Regions from separate parts of the Gasterosteus aculeatus genome. Here region 1 is linked to region 2. A link is a contact called in public Hi-C data. All regions are on one chromosome and are shown on one strand. Each heading gives the region's core, a stretch centred on a gene start, on an enhancer-like site or on the middle of the called end of the contact. The rest is flanking DNA. Distances are from core to core; before and after follow the strand shown.

Region 1 (5,703 bases), core at 2,299-4,798, 38 kb before region 2:
GTGGTGGTCTTGAAGATTTTCATGAAGTCCAATGCAGAATGAGGTGACTTGATGTCTCTGTTGGCGTAAAGGTCAAAAGTCGACAGGTGATGAGCTCTGGATGAACGTTGTGCTCACGTTAGAGAGGCCACCAGGCTGCGTTGATGTTTCCTCCAGGGGAAAGTGAGCACATGGAGAGTATTTGTTAGAGGAGCCGTCGTGACTAATGACGAGGGCAGCGAGAGCGAGCGGAAGTGTTTCTCCAGAACACAAGCAAACCTCCACCAACCATCACCTCCCTTCTCTCCCTCTCAGATGACTCCAATCCCAACCTGTCGAAGGACATCAGCAGCGCCCTCTCCACGGTGCCAGAGTGCTTTGACTCGGAGGGCTGCTTCCCGCTGGAGGACGAGCTGCGCATCGAGCCCCTCAGCCTGGACGGTCTGAGCATGCTCAGCGACCCCGACATGGTGCTGCCCGACCCGTCGGTGGAGGACTCCTTCCGCAGCGACCGACTCTAGAGCGCGGAGGGGAGCGAGCGTTCCCATCTCGATGCGCATGCCGGGGCACTAAGACTCATTTAAATGTGAAAAGACGCCGTGTGCACCGACACGCACACATGAACAAACGCTATTTACACGCAGAGGTCCTGTCGTGATGCTCAAGACCTTGTTTGAAACGCGGCCGATCGATGCAGTTTGAGTTATAACCCGCCCCCCCCTCCACTAACGAAGAAGACTCGGACCAACATGTGAGACTAAATCCCACTTCTCTCTCTCGCTCACCAGCTCACAGCCCCCTGAAGCCATGGTAACCTAATTGCCATGGTTACACACCGTAGCAACCCGCGGTGCACTGCTGAAGAGCAGCAGAAAAACCAACACAGACACTAACTTTACTGACAACACAGACATGTGTCGGTGCCTAAACATCTGGCAGCCCAGGAGCAGTGACATGTGTCGGTGGCTAAACATCTGGCAGCCCAGGAGCAGTGACATGTGTCGGTGGCTAAACATCTGGCAGCCCAGGAGCAGTTACGTTTGTTGGTGGTAAAACATCTGGCTGCTTAAGGGTTGTGTTGGTGGTAAAACATCTGGCGGCCCAGGAACAGCGACATGTGTCGAGTGAAAGCCAGCTGTTCCAACGTGGTTACTTCAGGCGCTTGAACAATCGTGGTAGAAATGAAGACTGAAGAGATGACCGCTTTTGTTTCAAATATATTTCTTTACATATGGTATCAGATTATTTTTTAGATGTTTATGTACATGTGTGTGCATATATACAATATATTATATACATAGATCTATATATAAATAAATATATGTAAAACCCTCAATTTCAGTCAGATTAGAATGTGTTTTCAAACGCGAGACAAAAAGGGCAAACTGTTTACAAGATGATATTTTAATAAGTAAATATTACTTAAGGATATAGATTTTTGAATTTCTAATAAAGAGATTAAATTCGAAGATATTTTAAATAAATGCTATATTTTTCCTTGATTTGGTTGGATACTCTCCGTCTCCTCGGTCCACTGGCAGAATTTTGACGGCACTGCGACCGCCTCAAATCCATCGAAAACAAAAGTCTAACTTCTTTTCTTTTTTTTTATGTGTACAGTCATTGCTGATCTTTTTATTTTACATTTTGTACCGGCTTGTAATGGCGCTTTTATTGTACTTGTGTTGTGAATAAGGGCACGCTCTGTTTCTGTGGGTTCGCCCCCCCCCCCTCCCCTCCTTCCCGGCTGTGAACATGTGGACACTGGACGTCATGTAACATTGCACTTAACCTCTTTTGCACTAATCGGTTCAACGACATGTATGTTGTTTTCTACCTGCTAACCCAAAGAAGTCGAGAGAATCCATCACTGAGGAAAGTGAGTGAACGTTTCGTCACTGCTCACATGTTAGAAACACCAGCAGCGAGTGTTTAGTTTGGATGTTAGGAAATGTATGTTTTGTAGGCTCTCGTGATCCTATGACGTTGACGTGTTTTTGCAAAGCGCTATGAGTGGTTATGTAAGTACTCAGCCACACGTGGCGGTGAGCGCCCTCTAGTGTCCCTTTCTACTGAGTCAGTTACTTTCTAAATATGTTTTTTTTTAAAGCTATGCAACTCTTTAATCAAGCGCAACCTGTTGAACAGGTCATGCAATTTTTATTTGCGCAATGTGGGAGGAGTCAAATTAGCCCTAAATCACAATATTACACGTGTCCAGTGTCCACGGTGGAAGAAGAGTCAACAAGAGCAAGTTTATACCGAAACCTTTTTTTTAATTTTTTTTTAAAGAAACTTGTTTTTTCTTTTCTTTTTTGTAAACTGCCTGCAAACAACGGTGGCACTTGTTGTTTTTCTTTTTTGTTCTGGGCCCGAAAGTGCTGAAGCTGCACTGTGTGGACGCACTTATACGTGACTATGAAATGAAGTTTATATTCGGTCTCACCTGTTTTGCTTTGTTTCCCTCTGGTTAGCTCTTAAAGACACTGCAGTTTAATTTCCCCTTTTCTCTGTTTCCTGCTGTAAACGTTCGCCTTCTGCTGCCTTACTTTATTATTTTGTGACTTTTCATATTCCCGCAGTGAGCTGCATCATAAAGTGGAATCTCTAACTCGCTTCTAGCCGCCCGTCCGTCTCTCTCCTGCTCTCACTCTTTATTTTGTTACTATTTTAGTTGCATATTAAAGAATGTACAGTTCTGTTATTTAAAGATATTTTTTGTGCACTCTTTTTTTTTTTTTTTGGTGTAATGTCATTTTATATAGATATACAAATGTTCTTGTATAATGTATGTTTATAGTGCTTCTCTTTTCTGATTTAATATACAATAAACCCTGTACCGTGTCAGGTCGCGTGAAGGTCCTTCCGGCCACCAGGTGGCAGCAGTGTGCTGGAGTTTTGCCCTTTATTCTTCTTCTTGCAGCTCTCGGAGTCGTTCCACCTGTTTAGTAGTTTGTAGTCCTTTATCTCCACAGAAGAAGAGAACAGGGGTCAGAGGTGAATGGACACATCTCTTCCCCTGAGCTCTTGATGTAAAATATGTCTTTTGTCCTCAGCCAACATAATGTTTGAGTGTTGGTAATCTAGTCAAAGGGGAGAAACTGCAAAAATGAAAAGCCCTTCGATGGAGAACTACGGCCAATTAACACCACAGAAATGAGTCAGATGTTGAGCAGTGATGTTTATTTGGTGAGATCCTGAATCAAAGTGGGTTAAGTGATGGAGACAAAGTGCTCCACAGGATTCTTTGTTCTTCTTGCAGAGCTTCAGCAGTGTAACGTCTATTGTTTCCTCCATGGATCGCAATGGAATTGTGTTACAACATCAACATCAATTTAGTTGATCGTTCATGAGAAGTGGCAGGAGTCCGGGTGACGGAGTCCGGGTGACGGAGTCCGGGTGACGGAGTCCGGTCCGTTACTCGTTGGTTTGTGGTTTCCATCTTGGATGAACAGACGCATCCATGTTGGTAGTAGACTTCTATGGGACCAGAGGAGTCGCCCCCTGGTGGAAAGAACCAAACATCAAGCTTATTCTTCACTTAATAAAGACTTTAGTGCCTGCCTGCGGATTCAAGGCACACGCATGTATGTATGTGTATGTACATGTGTATACACACACACACACTGTGTGTGGGGACGGTATCGTCCAGCAGATGGACAGTGTGGGCTGCTGTACGTCGGCCAAACCCTCGAACTCTGAAAGCAATCTGGGAGTGAGTTCCCAAAACAACGCACGCACACATACATACGGACGCACACACACACACACACACACACTTACACACAGTGATGCAGCTGAACAGATAATCACAGTCATCAGTCAGAGCTGGAGTTGGTCCACACAGGGAGTCTGGGCAGGTCAGGATGCCAGCCTCAAATTCCTGTGTGTGTGTGTGTGTGTGTGTGTGTGTGTGTGTGTGTGTACACTCACCATCCAGCTGGTGGGAACCTGACGTAGAACTGAATCGAGCTGCTGCCTGAAAGTAATTCATGAGCTCTGACTGCAAACTGCTTTTATTGTTCAGTCTGAATTCATTTTCATTTTTTTCACTAAACCCGGTTCACACAGAGCATCAGGACTACACTGAACCCGGTTCACACAGAGCATCAGGACTACACTGGACCCGGTTCACACAGAGCATCAGGACTACACTGAACCCGGTTCACACAGAGCATCAGGACTACACTGAACCCGGTTCACACAGAGCATCAGGACTACACTGAACCCGGTTCACACAGAGCATCAGGACTACACTGAACCCGGTTCACACAGAGCATCAGGACTACACTGAACCCGGTTCACACAGAGCATCAGGACTACACTGGACCCGGTTCACACAGAGCATCAGGACTGCACTGAACCCGGTTCACACAGAGCATCAGGACTACACTGAACCCGGTTCACACAGAGCATCAGGACTACACTGAACCCGGTTCACACAGAGCATCAGGACTACACTGAACCCGGTTCACACAGAGCATCAGGACTACACTGAACCCGGTTCACACAGAGCATCAGGACTACACTGAACCTGGTCCCGACTCAATAATCCCTTTCACGAAGGCCTTGTAATCTTCAGTTTTCTCTTCAGAGTGTCGACCTGCTGCAACGATTATTTTCACTCTGATGTTTCATTTCTCAGCGTCGTGTTCATCCACCATCTTTGCTGAGCTGGTAACAAGGTGCCTCTTCTTCTCTTCACAGCTTCTTTCTGCTTCACTTGCAATTCTTCTATTTCCACCACTGAGATGTGGTTAGCAGTGCAGCTTTGAGGTTTAGCGCTGATGTCGAGGAGAAACCGCTTTCCTTTTAGCCTTGTCGTGCTCTTCAAGCACCTTGAGCTTTGCACTGGATTTCGCAATAGTATCAATGTTTAGTTGTTCCAATTTAACCTTTATCTGCACTTCTTCGAGTTCAAGTGCTTGTTTCCTTAATGCAGACAGCACACGGTTACTCGTTCTGCGACGTCTTTCTTTCTCCTCGGCATTAACGTCACACTGTTCGCCTTCATTTGCTAAATTATTTCCAGCGGCGCGGTTTTTGCTTTCCTACTTTTTTCCACATTGCAGACCACCAGTTTTCTCCTACGGGTGCTGATCCTACCAAATACATGTTGATCTGCTTGACCTTCATCTTCATCCAATAAAGCTACAACTTCAGCATTAACATCCTCAAACGCTTTGAACGCTTTGCTAAACTTTTGATTAAGCATATTTTCTACTTTCTTCACATCTGTGTCATTAATTTTAAGTTTTCATCTTGGCTGAAGCTCTTTCAGTGGCCTTTGGCGCCCTCTTGTGGTCAGAACCCTGTGTGTGTGTGTGTGTGTGTGTGTGTGTGTGTGTGCATTTTGAGGATTAACTGCATCAACAAACAGTTACTAAGCTAATGAGTTGTGCAATGACTCAATGAGCCGCGTGCAGCACGCTGAGAAGAGTAAAATCTCTCGTGACCTCTGAACCTTCCTGTCTGCGTCCGTCTGAGACAGAACGGTATGCGTCCCTTCAGGGACACACAGCAGAGACGGGGGGGGCGGGGTTTATGCCACACGTTAAATTGATTGAATGTTTGAAAGTAGGGTACATTTCTGGCATGAAAAAGCATTATTAATAATACCATAAGAGGAGTTCATATACTGGTTGGTTGTGGGGGGTCATTTGTGAGGCACAAGCCTTCACAGATAGAACCAAAGGTAAAGGACTAGTTGGCCGCGTTGGATGT
Region 2 (5,546 bases), core at 2,203-4,702:
CATCATTATGGGCGGCGCGGTGGGGTGGACGGCGTGTGGACGGCGTGTGAATGGCGTGTGGACGGCGTGTGGACGGCGCGTGGATGGCGTGTGGACGGCGTGTGGATGTGGGTGTGAATGGCGTGTGGATGTGGGTGTGAATGGCGTGTGGATGGCATGTGGATGGCGTGTGGACGGCGTGTGGACGGCGTGTGAATGGCGTGTGGATGGCGTGTGGATGGCGTGTGGACGGCGTGTGGACGGCGTGTGGATGTGGGTGTGAATGGCGTGTGGATGGCGTGTGGACGGCGTGTGGACGGCGTGTGGATGGCGTGTGGACGGCGTGTGGATGGCGTGTGGACGGCGTGTGGATGGCGTGTGGATGGCGTGTGGACGGCGTGTGGACGGCGCGTGGATGGCGTGTGGACGGCGTGTGGATGTGGGTGTGAATGGCGTGTGGATGGCATGTGGATGGCGTGTGGACGGCGTGTGGACGGCGTGTGGACGGCGTGTGGACGGCGTGTGGATGTGGGTGTGAATGGCGTGTGGATGTGGGTGTAAATGGCGTGTGGATGGCGTGTGGACGGCGTGTGGACGGCGTGTGGATGGCGTGTGGACGGCGTGTGGACGGCGTGTGGACGGCGTGTGGATGGCGTGTGGATGGCGTGTGGATGTTGTATGTTTCTGTGTTTGGCTGGCGCTTGTCCCCGTCTCTCACCCGCCTCTAGCGGGGATTGACTCCAGCGACCTTGTGTGATAAGCGGTTTGCAGATGGACGGATTATGGAGTATATTATATTTCAGGGATGACAGGTCACCTTTGGTCTAATTAGTTCGGTAGTAAAATGATAAAACAATTGTATGGACCATATTTAATTTAGTTCCATGTGATAAACATTTGACACACTTCAAAGGCTGAAATCTGTGTCTTAAATACACGTAACATTCGTCCTACCCGTCCCCCTCATCTCCTCCTCGTGAAGGTCCTTTTTGACCTTTCACCTTCATACAACCCACGTTTTAGGACCAGCGATTCCTGCAGATTTAAGTAGAGAAGAACCAGCAGTGAAGGTGTACCTTTCTCCGGGGGGCGGCTGGACAGCGCGGAGAAGGTCAGGTACATGACGTAGCAGCTGATGATGGAGGCCTGAAGGAGGCCCGACCGAGGCTGCTCTGCAGAGGGAGAGACCGGGTTACAAACCTCTCGGTGGGGGAGAACCTGGTGTCTCTCACGGTTCTCAGGACTCACTCTGCCGGACGCAGGGCGTGACGGCGATGAAGGACATGAGGCCGCAGAGCGCCAGGTTGATCCACAGCAGCACCTTGTTGAAGTGGCAGGCGACGGGGTGCGTGTAGTACTTGTACATGAAGGTGAAGGCCATGGTGGCGATGGTGTAGAACAAGAGGGTGGCGCACATCACCGCCAGGTACCAACGCTTGTTCTCTGCCGCTCCGGTCAGCCTGAGAGCCACGCGGGGGGACGAGGGACGGGGGACAGAGGGGGACGGAGGGGGACGGAGGACGGGGTGGTTACACATTTACGTCAAAAGCCATTTCCTTATGGTGCTAATTCTAGATTTCTTCATATAAAACTAAAAACACATCTATTCCTGTTTCATAATGTTACAGTTATTATTATTATTGGTATTAAGCCTGATTTATTTAGTGTCTTATTTCTTACACACAAATATTTATAATGTTCATTAGTAGGAACCATAAACTAAACCTGGAAACAACGGTTTGTGGACATTCTTGTATTTTGTTTGTCACTGGTTTGTTTCTCACACTTTATAAAATTGCAAAAAATATTATAAAATTTTATAAAATATTTTAAAAAAATCTGTTTATGTACTTGAATACACTGATATCAGCCTCCACTCACCAGTTCTTGTTCCAGGTGTGCGCAAAAGCTGTGATGAGGATGAGTTGGATGAGGATGAAGGCAAATCCTCCCACCACCCCAACGTAGTGCCAGGCTGAACGGAGACAGAGACAGACACAAAGACAGAAAGACGGGGGTCATAAATCAACGTCTCAAACACGGTGAACTCAAGATGCAGAGATTTCCCATAATAATAAGGTCCCATAATGCACGACGGCGCAGCGGTGGGTCTCTGCTGCCCCCCGGTGGGACTCGGGGGACCTGCACCATCCTCGTCCCCTCCGACCGTCCCGCCGTCCCACCAGACAAACGGGTGGTTCCCTCAGGGGGGACCCGTGTCTCCGGTGTCTCTGCTTCTCACCGTGCAGGAAGGACTCTGTCGGGATGAAGAAGGCGGCGCCGCAGGTCACCAGCAGGGTGATGAACTTCAGGAACCAGAAGCTGGAGGTCCAAAGACAACACAAGGACACAAGGTGGGGACACAAGGTCAGACGGATTCAATCCAAAGAGACGCTCTGTCTTTTTGTCTTTTAAACGTATCATGAACGCTCTGCTCCACTCCTCTTGGTCCATTTAATGCAAATGATTTTGTGATTAAGTCTGAAAATATAAAGGACTATTTGCACTGTTTTGCACTTCGTAGTTGAACAAAGTTGTGAAAACTTAATTCGGGCACGAGGGCTTTTCCACAGGCTTTATTCCCTGAGATCAGGGACACATTTTTGAAAGAAAAGGTTGGACGTCTCCATGAGATCACCGACCCTTCATGGTGGCAGATCTTCATCTCACTGATCGTCTCCACACCCTGAACAAGCGACTACAAGGCAAAGAGCCGAATCGGCATCAGCTCCTCTCGCCTCCTGACTGCTGCCGGAGTTTGGAAAAGACCTCTGACGAGACGAATGACGAGACGAATGACGCGACGAATGACGCGTCTGTTCTCTGTTGAGCATCTCGACCGCCAAACGTCCTCCTGACCGTCCAGCTGTGTGTGTGTGTGTGTGTGGCCCCCCGGGGGGGAATTAAACATGGTCGTCATTTTCACAATAATATTTTAAGGAGTTTTCTTTGAAATAATCTGTTATTTGCAGGGAGAAGTGTGAACACGTCCTCCTCCTAAGGCGCCGATTTAAATCCAACAATCCAGGCTGTCAAATCCTAATCTGAGACCCGTCAGCGCTCTAATCGACTGCAATGGAAAGTGTGACAGAGCTTTAAAGTGGGCGGGGGGGGGGGGGGCAGTGTTTCTTTAGTGGTCGCTTGCTGATGCTTTTATGATGTCTGGTTGGAATTTGTTCTATTTATTGGGTTTTCACGCCGTGATGCTGCGTTCATGGGAAACTACAATCGGTTGTATTAATGAATGTTAGTGAATCCAACACACAACAACTCTTCTTGTGCTTGATGTCTTTGTAATAATCTACAATTCCCACGTTTACAAAAGAAGAAATACGCTAAAGATTATAGACACACCTCCTCCTCTTCTCATTGGCTCAGAGACGTCGTGAGACAAACATGCACTGAATATACATGTATGTATATTGTATATATGTGTATATATGTATATAGACTGACCCGTTGTGTATCAGCGCTCTGTAGTCCTGACTGGACTTCACGTCCACCAGGAAGATGGCCATCATCAGGTAGAAGCAGGAAGTGCCGAAGCAGACTCTGTAAACCGCCGAGTAGCCCACCAGCATCTCGCAGTGGCCTCCGCCGTGCGCCTGGTCGCACACCATGTTGAAGAAAGGCACCTGGAACACACGCGCGCACGCCGACGTTTAACGCGTCCCGTGAACATCTCGCGCGCTCAGAGGAGACGTCGCGCGCCTTCATTCACACTCGCGTAAGCGCCGGTCTCTTTGAGGAGCTTTTCCCGCCAAATGATCCCGCCAAAGTTTTACGTTGGCGCTCTGACGTTAACGCCACGCACACGCACACGCACACACACACACACACACACACACACACACAAACAAACGTAACACATTTAGAACAACTAACTCGACGGGGGGGGGGTTGTTGACATGAATGGTGCGTTCAAGCTCTGCTCAGTAACATAGAGAATCGGAACAAATTCAATCTGGCAAAAAGACGTTTTTGACTGGAATAAATCCAGTTGTTCCAAGTATGTCTTTCTTTATATTACAACATCAATTATGTTTACACGTAATTGACCCCGCGGTGACCTCCGGGTCCTCTCACACGTTTGCGTACACAATGCTAACAGAGCTCAGGGGGGCCGACGCTGGAGGCTCACGTTTTCCCGGACGAGCTCGGAGACGGTGCGGGACAGCATGAGGCAGGACACGGCGCAGCTGAGGATGTGGAACAGCGTGTACATGACCCGCGTGCTGGTGGACGACTTGACCGGAGGACAGAAGGCACAGCAGAGCGAGCAGGGGGCCGGTCCACAGCAGCAGCATATCTGATATGACACAAACAAATACAGGAGGCCGATATCATGCACAATACGCACCGATCAGTTTCATCAAGTATTATGAAGTATTATCCGTTAGATTCATTTTGCTTCTTGTGTCCAGCGTTTTTAAATCACACTTGTTATTCGTTTCTCTTGTGAAACATTTTAAGCTGCATTCCTCAGGGACGACACCTTTGAATATACGTGTTATTCCTTCACTGTAATCATCTGTTGTGATTCCACTGGGATGCTGACTAATGAGACGCTGGTCTTCTATGGTCCTGTTCTTCCTCAACATGTTCCCTCCAGTGTTGCGATGAAGGAGAACTAGTTCAGATCTTTTAGTTTGTTCGTATCAGAAAGCTTTTGTCAGGGGTGCTGGTGGAAGGCAGGACTCAAACGCAGAGTTCAAACAGGAACACAAAGGACTTTAATAGTCAATGGTCAAAAAACACAGGAACCGGGAGCAAAAGCACACAGACGAGAAACTATGGGCATCCAAGACAAAGACAGGACATGCGTGGCTAAAGACAATGACGCGACAAGTGACACAGGAGACACATGGCTTAAATACACAAGGGAGGTGCAGGTGATTGGACACAGGTGGAAACTATTAGACGATCACAGGGGATGACGGGACAAGGCAGGAAGTGAAGTTACCCGGGGACACGAGTGGCAGAAAACTACAAAATACAACAGGAAGTGAAACCACACCGTGACAGTACCCCCCCTCAAGGACCGACTTCCAGGCGGCTCACACTAGAGCAAAACAAGGGGTGGGGGGGCAGGGAAACCAGAGACGTTGGTCGGACCACCCGGGAAACTCTGGCGGGCGGCCCTACGGGTGGCCAGACGAGCGGGGAGCCTCTGGGGGTCGGCCCGGCGGGCGGTCACCAAGCCGGCTCCGGAGCGGCGACTGCAGGGCACAGAACGTCTCTAGAATGGCAGGCTCGGGGACACGGGAAACCTCCGGGGTCGGCGGCGGCAGCTCGGGGACACTGAACACCTCCGCGGTTGTCGCCGTCGGCTCGGGGACACGGAACACCTCCGCGGTTGTCGCCGTCGGCTCGGGGACACGGAACACCTCCGCGGTTGTCGCCGTCGGCTCGGGGACACGGAACACCTCCGCGGTTGTCGCCGTCGGCTCGGGGACACGGAACACCTCCGCGGTTGTCGGCTCCAGCTCGGGGACAGGGAACACCTCCGTAGTCGGCTCCAGCTCGGGGACAGGGAACACCTCCGTAGTCGGCTCCAGCTCGGGGAC

Evidence for each region. Hi-C and Micro-C count contacts between places; a contact is called where the count stands out from the background.
Region 1: a Hi-C map of skeletal muscle shows a contact between it and region 2, with 3 times the contacts expected there. The contact joins two enhancer-like sites. A contact is called at or near these places in 3 of 6 Hi-C or Micro-C datasets (skeletal muscle and whole body).

What each region holds. Positions count from the first base shown.
Region 1 is chr12:23,765,431-23,771,133 of fGasAcu3.hap1.1, reverse strand. crtc3 (CREB regulated transcription coactivator 3) reads left to right here. Exons shown (of 14, transcript XM_078085928.1): 14 at 295-2,826. The coding sequence ends at 500. It overlaps LOC120830695 (a long non-coding RNA gene), which reads right to left. Exons shown (of 2, transcript XR_005713934.2): 2 at 3,148-3,483. Among protein-coding and RNA genes, the nearest start is that of adamtsl5, 7.4 kb to the right of the region's middle. Within about 2 kb of position 3,548, at least 6 of the 9 cell types and tissues checked have open chromatin away from gene starts, as enhancers often do.
Region 2 is chr12:23,727,992-23,733,537 of fGasAcu3.hap1.1, reverse strand. serinc4 (serine incorporator 4) reads right to left here. Exons shown (of 11, transcript XM_040164156.2): 2 at 4,121-4,288; 3 at 3,436-3,614; 4 at 2,222-2,301; 5 at 1,861-1,954; 6 at 1,228-1,439; 7 at 1,056-1,151. Among protein-coding and RNA genes, the nearest start is that of serinc4, 12 kb to the right of the region's middle. Within about 2 kb of position 3,452, at least 1 of the 9 cell types and tissues checked has open chromatin away from gene starts, as enhancers often do.